Regions from separate parts of the Zea mays genome. Here region 2 is linked to region 1. Evidence: chromatin contacts called from public Hi-C data. All regions are on one chromosome and are shown on one strand. Each heading gives the region's core, a stretch centred on a gene start, on an enhancer-like site or on the middle of the called end of the contact. The rest is flanking DNA. Distances are from core to core; before and after follow the strand shown.

Region 1 (5,867 bases), core at 1,792-4,291:
AAAGGGCATTATGATTAAAGTCATTTAATGAGTTCTGAACACAGTCTTTGAACTATACTTTAGTTTTTGAACTAAAACAACCACCAAACAGGCTCTTAGATTTCTGCGCAATGTTGTCTTTTAGGTTGTAGTGTATTACTCATAATAACGATGAATAGAATGGTATATAAGCTGTCTCGTAATTCTAAATTTTGCTTTTATACGAGGCAGTTGTTTTATAAAACTTAAAGTTAATCTCTCACCTCGTGTGTTACCGAAAGTCCTATGATGCTGTTTGGATCGTAAAAAATATAAAGTTACACTGTTCACGCAGGAAAATAGAAAGTGTTACTTGCGTTTGGTTAAGATCGGGCCGTAAGGCATAATTGGACCTTTGATTCCTCCTCTACCCAAGCGTTACCGCATTACTGGCTGCCGCTGCTCAAGCACTTTTTGCTTTACTTGACTCCACGATAGCGTTACCATACCCAACCAAACAGTTCATATAATCACTGATCCCACTCCTGCCCCTTCCGCGATCCATTCCTAAAATCATTTACGTTACCAGTGAGTGAACCAAACACCGTGTGCATTTTATCAGGATACATTTTATCAGATACTCCTCATGGTCCTAGCGATCCGTCTTGCTTAATCTTGGTAATGGTACGCGCATTTGCTTTGTGTTTTTCTGTCAGGGCCTTTTAATGATGCTGTCTTTCGTTACAGATGGGAGAACCACGAACACGCGCATAGGAACACGCGGCCGACTGCCCAGCGCCCACCACCAACCATCCTTTTGGCTCATGCTTCATGGTAAAAGCAGAGACAGAAGACCGCTTCGGCGCTTCTCTTTTTCTGTTCGCAGAGATGGTTCGGCTGCAGCGTTTTGTTCCAGTGGACTGGAATAAAGAAGACGATCGCGTGGCCCATTGGTTGATTTCACTGATCCACATCCGAGCCATGCTGGGCTTTTCTATCGGCTATGGACAAACCGATGTCCAGGGTAATTTCCATCACGAGTAGACTAGTCTGACTGTATATGTACCATGTGTACAAATGTACCATGAGCTAGAGAAACGGCTGTGGATGTGGCTGCAAACTCTCTCACAGAGCACTGTAGCAACAGCAGCAGCCGGACAACGTCTTAAACTTTTAGGTTGAATTGACTGAAAGATACAACTAGGATTGGTAATAGATCATGACTTTTTTCATAAAATGTTAGGACGCTAAATAAATTTTAGTTAAAAAATTAATATAAATAAAGTTCGATTCTAACCCGACTTGATCCTTAAATCTTATAGTGTAAAATTTAGAGTTCATTGTCACCCTTAGATACAACTCAATAGCCACCATATGAAAACATGGTACTAGTACAGTAGGATTTTTTTTGAATGATACAATGGCAGTCACGCCAAACCGCCAACCAGAATCGTGATATGTATGTACCCGAGGCCGAGGGACCAATACAGAGTAGCTAAGACCAATGACAAACCAGCGTTATCCACACCACTCCAACTAATCCTTCAGCTGTGTAACCGATAAGGGCATGTACAGTGGTGTTTAATGTGGGGGCTGTTAAGGTGTTTTAGGGGGTTATTTGCAAAAAAATCTTAGAGCCGTCTCTCCGTGAAGAGACGCCTCTGGCTCGTAAACCAAGTAACAACAGACGCCTCACTTCCCACTGTACGAATTTGTCGTCTGTTCTATCGATCTGATGCTATACAAATACATTTAATTCTGTATTTATTAATAGACTACGTTTATAGACACTCCATTGTACAATAGAGTCTCTTAGTTGTCTCCTGTGCTTAGAGAACCGTTTTAGTGTCTCTCCACTGTACATGCCCTAAGACAAAATAGAGTAATGGCAGGCTAGACTTGGTTGTTTAGCATTTCTGGAATTTGCGTTGGTCGGAAACCACACCCCCACCCCGTTTTCAGCTGGGCACACAGAAACGAAAATTTAAGAAGCTTCGTACGTCAAAGACCACTCCCGGCCCGTCCCGTCGTCATCGCTTGCTTATTTTATTCAGGAAAAAAAGGAATAAACGCACGGGTCATGACGAAAATTAAGAAATGGCTCCAGCGTCGATCGTACTCGTACCGCCACCACTCCCCTCTACAGGCCATTGAGCGACGACACGATAGATGGTAAATGTATGGCAAGCGTGTGCAGACGAACATGCCATCAAAAAAAAGTTCAACATGCATTTGCAACTCTAGAAGTTTCAAACACTCTATTACATCCGTACGTGTGTATGTACCAGAAGATCCACATCTGTATGGCTCCGATGGGAACACGCATATGTATGTGCCACGGCCACGCCACTCGGGTAGCGTGTAAGCGTGTTTCTTCTTCTTCGATCCTGTTGTCCTGCTGCCAGCTGCTCCAGACGGACGACGGAGCCTGGAGCCCTGGAGCGCCTAGCTGCCTACTAGGCTACTTACCTCCGGGCGCTGAGGCTGCCGTAGTCCTCGGCGGGCACGGAGTTGCGCTTGATGAACTCGAGGCAGTCGGCGATGGCCTGGGAGTAGAAGGAGTTGGACCGCACGATCGGCGCCGGCGCCGGCGCCTTGTATTTCTTCCCGGCAGTCGTCGTCGTCGTCGTCACGACGAGAACCCTTCTGCTGCCGGTCCTCCGCGCGCAGCCGCCACCGCCGCCGCTGCTGCTAGCCGACAGCTTCCGCACGAGCAGGCGCACGTAGCGGCCGACGAGGCCCAGGAACGTGAGCAGCTCGACCCGCAGCCGCCGCACGGAGAAGAAGCGGTTCCTCGGGCACAGCCGAAACCCCCGCCGCCGCCCCCGCCGGCCCTGCAGCCTCACGTAGTTCTCCTCCGGTGACCGCGGGTGGTGCAAAGAACCCATCCTGCTCCTGCTCCTGCTCCTGCTTGCTTGCATTGCCTCGCTCGCACAGGAACACAGCCGCTGGAGTTCGTGTGTGTGGCTGTGGCACGCAACGCAGCGCGGCAATGTCTCTCTGTCCTGTCGTTCCTGTGGCTCGCGTGTGAGTTATGCGTGCGTGCGTGCGTGGTGCTGTTGCTGGTGGTGGTCAGGTCAAGTGGCCGGCCATCCAGAGGAAACCAAGCCGATATATAGAGCGCGCTCGTGACCAAGGGAACACGGCAGGAAGGTAGGTTTGAATCGGGCCTTTTCTGAAAGTGATGGGGGGATCCCGGGACATGACAGGATTAGCTTATGGGTTTAACGCGACAGGGTTGCCGGGGCGAGCGCATTACGGACAAGCAAGAGCCAGGGACAGTGACCTGGCCGTGTAAAATGTGATTCGGACTCGTGCGCTGCCATGCCACTCTGCCGATGTGCCGCCGTCTCCTTCCGCACTGAACTCCTACCACCACTCGCTGCTTTTACGTGCCGGCAACAATCTGCATTACGTACTACTACCTCCGTTTCTTTTTATTAGTCGCTAGATAGTGCAATTTTGCACTATCCAGCGACTAATAAAAAGAAACGGAGGGAGTATTGAATAAGTAACTGTGCCGAGAAACAGCTTGTTTTCTTTGTACCGCCAGGCATGCAGTGCACCCTGTTGCAGACAAGACAAGATATATTATTCCCTTGCCGGCTTGCCCCACGAACGAACTGGGGTAAAGTACCAGAACGCTTAGTATCTGGTGATGAAGTGGCGTGTACGGATACGCGCCTAAGCGCTGCGATTTCCAGCGGGCTGGCTGTTGCCCGTTGTCCGGACCTGTAAACAAAACATTTTTTTGGCGCGATCGCCCGGCCGCTGCATGCTGCTGCTGCTGCCCGATCGAATCACTGTCACACGTAATAGTATATTCTGCTCAACGAACTGGACGCCAAAGCACACACACAAGCGTATTGCCGCCCAGCAGTGGTACCTAAATACTCCCACAAGTTGGCATTCGACGCCGGCTCTACGATTTTGCAGGCCCACGGCGAATCCCAGCGTCGGTCTCAACCGCAATTCTGGAGGCGAGGTGATGGCAGGGCCAGGTCACCACGCCACGCCACGGTCGCCGTCGCGCCCGCACCGCTGGACCGCCCGTCCCAGCGTGGCCGCTCGCTTGCCCGCGCCACGGGAGCTGACTCACAGCTCACAAGGCTGAAGGGTGGGAGGAGGTTAGGTACGGCGACGCTGGAACACATGGCGTCCGGCGCTGGACCAGGCGAGCGCGAGGAATTTGTAAACCCCGGACCGGCCCGACCGACCCATACCAGGCGCTGCGCCGGAATCTCGCGGCACGGCTCGACCGCGCGCGCGTGTCCCGGTGGCCGCTCACCTATACTATACGAGGCTACGACCGCGCGTGAAGGCAGTAGAAAAAGGGACCGCGTGCGGGTGCGGTGGTGGCGCCACGTTAGCCGTTCGTTCGTTGGGGGGGGAGTTGTTGTTCGTCGGACCAAAGGTTTGTCGACGATGCAAAAGCTAACGAAGTGCTAGTATATGCTGTACAGAGTCCACGTGTTCTTTGGGCACGTGGTGGTGCTGTGTCATTAACAAATCAGACATTGCACGCGTTTGGTTGAAGCTGAAGCAGCAGGTGACTGCCAATTCAGGCGTAGCGCTGCTAGAGCTTGCATCTGTGAACGTGTCTCATGGCAATAATCTTTGCGCGGTGGAGTACCGAAATGTAACCTACTGCACGAGAAGCCACTGCCCCTGGAGGCTGTTGGAGGCCATTCCATGCACAGAGCTACAGAAGGCATGCTGCTTTAGGATCAGAGGTGCTCTCTTCCCCCTGCCTCTTTATGGAAAATGGAGAGTAGTAGTCCGTGCAGTTTGCAAGGAAAATGGAAGAAGGAAAAAGAAAAACAGTAGCTGTGATAGACTGCAAAGAGGAGGAGGAAAGACAGCAATCGAAGCGATGCATGCGCAAAGAGAACAAATGGCCCATGGGCCTCCGGCGCCCAGCAGCCCATCACGATTGAGTCAAATCGGTTCCAGTCCATCAGTGGATGTGAAGCGGAGCCCGAGTCCACCAATTATCGTGGTAGGCTGTGGAGCCCAATAAGCTCATGCTCATGCAAGCGTCGACACGACACGACAATACAGGCTGCTAGCGGTGGTGCAGGGCCAAATGCCCACCAGGTTCACGACTACAAATCCTACTGATCGTCCGCAAAGCGAGCCATCGCCATCGAGCGCGCTTGTCGCTCGTCTGCCGAAACGGTGGACTGGGGAGCCGCGGGGATTCAGGTTCGGAATTCGGAAGACGGATCCTCCTCGTCCTCCCGAGTCCCGGCAACAGCTACGAGTGAGGTATGGTGGGTGGTACATGCATGGAAGCTGCCTGCGCTCAACCGCTATCCCGACAGATGCCTCTGCTTGCTATCCATCTTTTGCACGCAGTACACATGCCTAGACCAACCCCAATTGTGCTCCTTTTCGGATGTTGTTGTTAATGGGTGGGTGCTCAGTTGCTCACCGAATTGTCTCAGCGAGGGGCGTGTCGTCCATGCTTTTTCAGACTAAGGGCGCTTTTCTCCGGACGAGCACCAGCACGTCGGTTTCCTCTCCTTTGATCCTGTCCCACACCTCTCCCACTGATCATTGTTTATCTGTCTCCTTTCGGAAACAATCATTGTTTACCTGTGCTGTCCAGCCCCGCTCGTTCCGGTGTAGTGTGTACGCTTTGTCCCTGTCGACCCAGCTATCTGTCTACTCTGACGCGGGGTTATCAAGCATCATTCTCGCATGACCATATGAAGTCAGTTTAAGGCCATGTTTGGTTTCAATTAGTCCTAGGACTAAACTTTAGTTGTAGGACTAAACTTTAGTCCTTACTTGTTTAGTTCTAGGGACTAAATAGATTCTAAAGTCATTAAATACACTGTCCAAAGACCCAAATACCCTTGGAATACACTCATGTACTCTATTTTAGTCTCTTTTAGCACCTATGT
Region 2 (5,620 bases), core at 520-3,019, 510 kb before region 1:
AGATGGTGCAGCTGCATGAGTATAATTAGTAATGACATCACAGAAGCTAACAGTAAAAGCAATTACCATCGCATATGAAATACGCCTGACCAGCTGCTACAGGAGTTCCCTTCCTGTCAGGAATGTCATCTAAAAGTCCCATGCTTGCCAATATCAGAGCAAGAACTAGATTATCTATATAAACCCAATCTGTCTTGACACCTGGGTCCCCAATTTTGAAGAAAGCTAATCCCAACTTTGCAAGGGACAGGATTCTTGGAAAATGACGCTCTTCACCTGGTCCATATATAGCAGCAGGGCGAATTGCACATGTATAAAGACGACTACTTTTATCACTCCTGTAAGATTTCACCCAATCAGTAAGACAGGCTGCATACAATCAAATGCCACCCGTGGCTTACAAGCTGAAATGAAATTCTTGTTGTTGTTTAAAGAGCAATTATGGATGACAATTTTTTTCAGAAGACAATATCACAATCTAAAAAAGTGTGCAAAGGGTAGCATCAGCCTAAACAATTTCTTTCTAACCGTCGGTTTGGAGGACAGCATGGTCCACAAAAAAAACTGAGCATATTTGCCATATTTTTCAATGTACTGGAGCCTAGCAAAGGAGAAGGGTAAACTTACTTAGCTGGCCGCCCGTTACTCTTCAGTACCAGCTGTTCAGCAACTGATTTGCTGCGCCCATAAGCATCAACATGGTCTTCAATCGGAAAATAAGGCAACGCCTCATTTCCGTTGACAATCGGCTTTCCTCCAAATACCACATTGTATGTGCTTACATACACAAGCCTTCTGACACCTTGCTCATGGCAAGCGTCCAGTACATTGCAGGTCCCATTTATATTAACCTCATCAGATCTCGCAGTCTGCACCATCTCCTTCCCTGACATGCCATAAGAAGCAAGGTGGAAAACACAGTCCACTCCACGGAAAGCCCTCCGCACATCATCCTTCTTTCTTATGTCCCCTGCAAAACAGGGCCTTAAGAAACTGATGTATCATTCCACAAGCTATATATTGGTAACCAGTTGCATTAAACACAGAGAAACAGAAGGTAACACGGTGATTGCAGGCAAAACAACTATGCAAGAGCCACCAACTATTTACCTAGATACATAGATACACAGATATTAAGATAGTAGTGGTACAGTGACGTCCTCCGTTTGGACACACTAATTTAGTAATTTGCATCTCGTACGAGAAGCCGAAACTACAACATAGAAGGACTACAAGCACTCCAAACCGTCTTATTCTAAGAGGAATCCAATTCTGCTGCTCACAGCGCAGTAAATCGCATGAAGTAAGCTATTTACCCACAGGCCACAGCGACAGCAAAGTAAAACCGTGGGGATTGCAGCGATCTGAACTGAAGATGGTAAACTGGAGGGACTGACCTTGGATGATTCGGACGCCGGCGTCGAGGAGCTGCTGGGACCAGGAGGAGGAGGCGCGGAGATCGAGGGACCGGACCTCGCGGGCACCGCGGCGGAGCAGCTCGAGGCTGAGGGCAGCTCCGACGAAGCCCTGCCCGCCCGTCACCGCGAATCGCAGACCCTCGATCCCCTCGTTCGCGCTCAGATGCATCTCCTCGCCGGGGTACAGGTCGCCGGCGGCCGACGATAACCTGGGCGGTCGCCCTGGTGCTACTCCGTGCTGCTGCTGCCTGACCTCGGACCCGCGCGAAGCGTCAGCAGTTCAGCACGATGCACGACCAAAGACCAACTCGATGGAGTCTGGACTGGACTCTCTACTGCAAATTTGTGAAGTGGACGAGGACGACTACAAATTCTGAGGCAAATTTGCATTTTATTCATCGTTATTATCAGAATATGAATTACCTCTAAAAAACATAAAAACATGAAAAAAAAATCTTAGGCAAAATGTGAACAAAAAAGGTCCCACCGAGATTTGAACTCGGGTTACTGGATTCAGAGTCCAATGTCCTAACCACTAGACCATGGGACCTTTGATGCTGAGGTCTTAGCAATATGATATATAATGACTCAAAACAACTTGTGTCTCGTAAATGGTTTTAGAAGATAAACTGAACTCCACGAATCCTTCGTTAGCAATACTTGATTAACACCTGCCGGTGAGATTGGGAGGCTGGGAGCACGTTGTTCCGATTAACTGACCATACTTCGGTTACCGCTTGGCCGCGCAATCGTATATCGCCTTCCAAGACAGTCGTGCAGATAGATCACAATATATAGTTGTTCCTATCGTGCTGGAGTGATGAGTGCAACATGGATTTTGTGAAATCAAGTATGGGATCTTGACAGCAATGGTAAAAAAAAAGGCATTTTGCCATGTGGATATATTTAAAAGAATAGTTTCGAACAAACTCGTTACAAAAATATTAAGCACCCCAGCGTGTTGCATTTTTCACGGGATAGGAGGCCATGGTATAGATTCCGCAGACACCCTCCGGCTTCCCGGTGCCCATCTTTATCCTGACGTAGCCTTGCTCCCCCCAGTTCTTGCCCCACGAGTTCTTCATGGTGATGTAGTTCTGGCCGTACGATGAGCCGTACCCGACGGCCGTCAGCGCATGGTCGAGCTCGACGCTGCAGGCCCCGTCAAACACCCCCTGCAGCAGTGCAGCCAGCCAGACGAGGTATACACGCACATGTTACTTCCCTTCTGTGACAGCTAGTGATGACACCATCTGAAACCAACCATACTACAGGCAAGTCAGTTGATACTTACCCCTCTGTAGAACTGGAAGTCCCTGCTCCCTGCAGCTATGCCGACGCTGACAGGCTGATGGGCCAGCGCTTTCAGCAGGCTGATCTCGCTGTTCTCCGGGACATCCTCGAATCCAGTTAGGTCTTGTTCGGTTATTCCCAATACACATGGATTGGATGGGATTGGAAAAAATTCTTAAGAAGTTTGACTTGTTTGGAATTTAAACCCATCCAATCCCACTCAATCCACATGGATTGAGAGCTAACCGAACAAGCCCTTATAGTGACGACGTCAGCTTGGGGCTAAACACGCACGCCAGAGCAAAGGATTAGAACCCTGCGTCCTAGTATCATCCAGTTCACATGTGAAGATTTTTGTGTGCGAACCTGTTTCTCTTTGCAGTAGCCTTCTTCCATGAGGTACGGGTAGTCGTCCTCGGCGTGGATCCCCTGGCTCCCCATCATGTAAGCGAACGCCAAGTCCATGGTCCCCCCTTCGCAGCCGTGATCCAGCGTGGTGTCGCAGTCCACCAGCTCCTGCTCCGAGAGCGACACCAGCTTGCCCGTCACGATCTGGTTGATCCCTTCGACTGCTGCCACCGACGAGAAGGCCCAGCAGCTCCCTGCAAGCATTTTTTTTTTGTTCGCCTTGTAATCGCATCTCCCACCGTCTAGTGGCATCTAATCGGCACAGCAACACGCTGAGAAGAGGATGGCGTTCGTGTATTGTCCAGAGACGGAACTCACCGCATTTTCCCTGGTTCTTGACCGGCGTCACGGCTCCCTTGTACCTCCAGTCGACTGACCAGGGCAAGCTGCCTGCGGCTGCGGCCGCGTACCTGAACGCTGTCGGGGTGCGTGTCTGTGGCGCGCCCGCTCTTGGCAGTGCTCGCTTCAGTCCCAGATAACTGGCCTTGAACTCCTCGTGGGCGACGTCGGCGAACTGGTTCAGGCCCAGCCAGTAGCTCCCGTTCTTCCTGTTCGTTTCCGCGATGTGCATCAGGTTCTGCTTGAATATCTCGTACCTCTCCAGCTTCTCCGTCGGGCTGGCGTAGAGCTTGCCGTGCTTCACGGACCAGGATCTGAAGAGGCTGCTGGGCAGTGCGAGGTCTTCCTGGGAGTATCCGACGACAGAGGGGTCTCGGTGGTGGTTCGCGGAACAGGCTGCAAACGCTAGGAACAGGACGAACACCGCGACCGCGAGTTTGGGTTCCATGTCAAATGCCTGCTGCTATTTTTTGCCCCCTTGTTGTCATGGCATGTGCAGGATCCAGGAACACCTTTATACTGCGAATATCTATGTTTCTTGCAAGTAAATTCCCTGCACCAGCTATGGCTCTTCTGGATGAAGCTTCTCAAGGGCAGAGCCTTGCTTTAGCAGGAAGCTGTTGCTGCGGCCTTGCAGTTGCACGTATGCTTCTGTTCCACAAGTTTCGTCCAAGGATGCTTTTTCGGTGCTTCTCCAATGCCTCAGATGACGCTTAAATCTTGGTTTTGGTAGTATGATGAATTATAGTAAGGGTATCTTACACTTGCAGCTCTGCTGCGCACCTGTTGGAGGTAACTTGCTCGACCATGCGAAGCAGCTGCACGATGGCCTTTTTAGAAGGATACCCAAGTATCTTTTGCTCGCCTGCTCAAGTCATCACTAGGCCTGCAAATGGGGTGAGTGTAAATGGATATTTTAGGTGGGTTTAAGAAATGGTTTTGTTTTGGTGGGTTGTGATGGGTTTTAATTATTAACGGGTTGGGTTGGGTGGGTTTATTTTATATTGCGGGTCAAAATGGTGGATACCCATGGGTATAGATGGATTTGTATAGGTATGGGTTTCCATGGGTATTCACCAATCAGACTACCACCTTAATCAGTACCATTTTATTTCATATTTAGAGAAGTCTTTGATTTCTTTAGTCACACACAGCACATTATACTATACCATTTTATCAGTACCATTTTATTTAAAAATGTGACCAACTATAAAGTTGCATAACTTTTTGATATCTATAAATTCTATTTTAATAGTTTCTACATCCGAGACCGTTTACAAAATTTGAATTTTAAATTTGAAAACTTCACACGAATTTTTCAATGATAAGATGATTTCAAATAAAAAAGTTGACAATTACAAAGTTTCATAACATTTCAAGACCTACAACTTTTATTTTGGTGGTTTTTCCATCCGAGGTAGTTTAAAAAATTTAAAATTCAAAATTCAAACATAGTTTTGCCTGGCAAGATGATTTCAAACCAAAACATTGTCAACTACAAAGTTTCATAACTCTTCAATACCTACAACTTTCACGTTGGTGGTTTTTTCTTTCGAGGTTGTTTTCAAAATTCAAAATTTAAATTTTTTAAATTCAGGCATAGTTTTTGTTGACAATATGACTTCAAATGAAAAAGTTGTCAACTACAAACTTCTATAACTTTTCAAGATCTACAAAGTTTATTTTGGTTGTTTGATTATTTGTTCATCTCACATGATAGTTCTAACAATATGCACAAATTCGATACATATCTCTCGTAGTTCCATAAACTATGAGAGAGATATAGATTTTATGAACAAATTTATTTTTAGTTTATCATATGAAGAAATGTTCAAAATATAAAATGTACATCATGATGAGTTATACAAATTTGTAGTTGAAAACTTTTTCATTTGAATTAATTTACTGCTTTAAAATGTGATTTTTAAAATGTGTATGCGGTTGGCTTGACGTGAGAGACAATAAGCTAAACCCACGGATTTTTCATGGGTTTCCACCCAATTACGGGTTGGTTTGGGATCAATAATGCTATTGGATGGGTTGGGTTTAACTTCCCTCTAGTATTTTTGGTTGAGTGTGGGATGGATATCAAAGTAATTAGATTTGGGTATGGGTGGGAGTGGATTGAATTTTTTGCCATTAGCAGGCCTAGTCATCACCAA

The links. Hi-C and Micro-C count contacts between places; a contact is called where the count stands out from the background.
Region 2: a contact with region 1 is called in a Hi-C map of ear, with 2.5 times the contacts expected there. The contact joins the promoter of LOC100193755 here to the promoter of LOC100277464 in region 1. A contact is called at or near these places in 7 of 25 Hi-C or Micro-C datasets (bundle sheath, ear, endosperm and 3 more).

What each region holds. Positions count from the first base shown.
Region 1 is chr5:210,357,640-210,363,506 of Zm-B73-REFERENCE-NAM-5.0, reverse strand. It overlaps LOC100277464, which reads right to left and starts at 3,041. Exons shown (of 1, transcript NM_001151015.2): 1 at 2,163-3,041. The coding sequence starts at 2,879. The coding sequence ends at 2,424.
Region 2 is chr5:210,863,596-210,869,215 of Zm-B73-REFERENCE-NAM-5.0, reverse strand. It overlaps LOC100193755, which reads right to left and starts at 1,769. Exons shown (of 5, transcript NM_001138841.1): 1 at 1,398-1,769; 2 at 628-970; 3 at 67-338. The coding sequence starts at 1,587. It overlaps LOC103627649 (cysteine protease XCP1), which reads right to left and starts at 4,213. Exons shown (of 5, transcript XM_008647944.4): 1 at 3,438-4,213; 2 at 3,078-3,313; 3 at 2,973-2,993; 4 at 2,713-2,832; 5 at 2,292-2,593. The coding sequence starts at 3,906. The coding sequence ends at 2,363. It overlaps TRNAQ-CUG (transfer RNA glutamine (anticodon CUG)), which reads right to left and starts at 1,968; the gene lies at 1,897-1,968.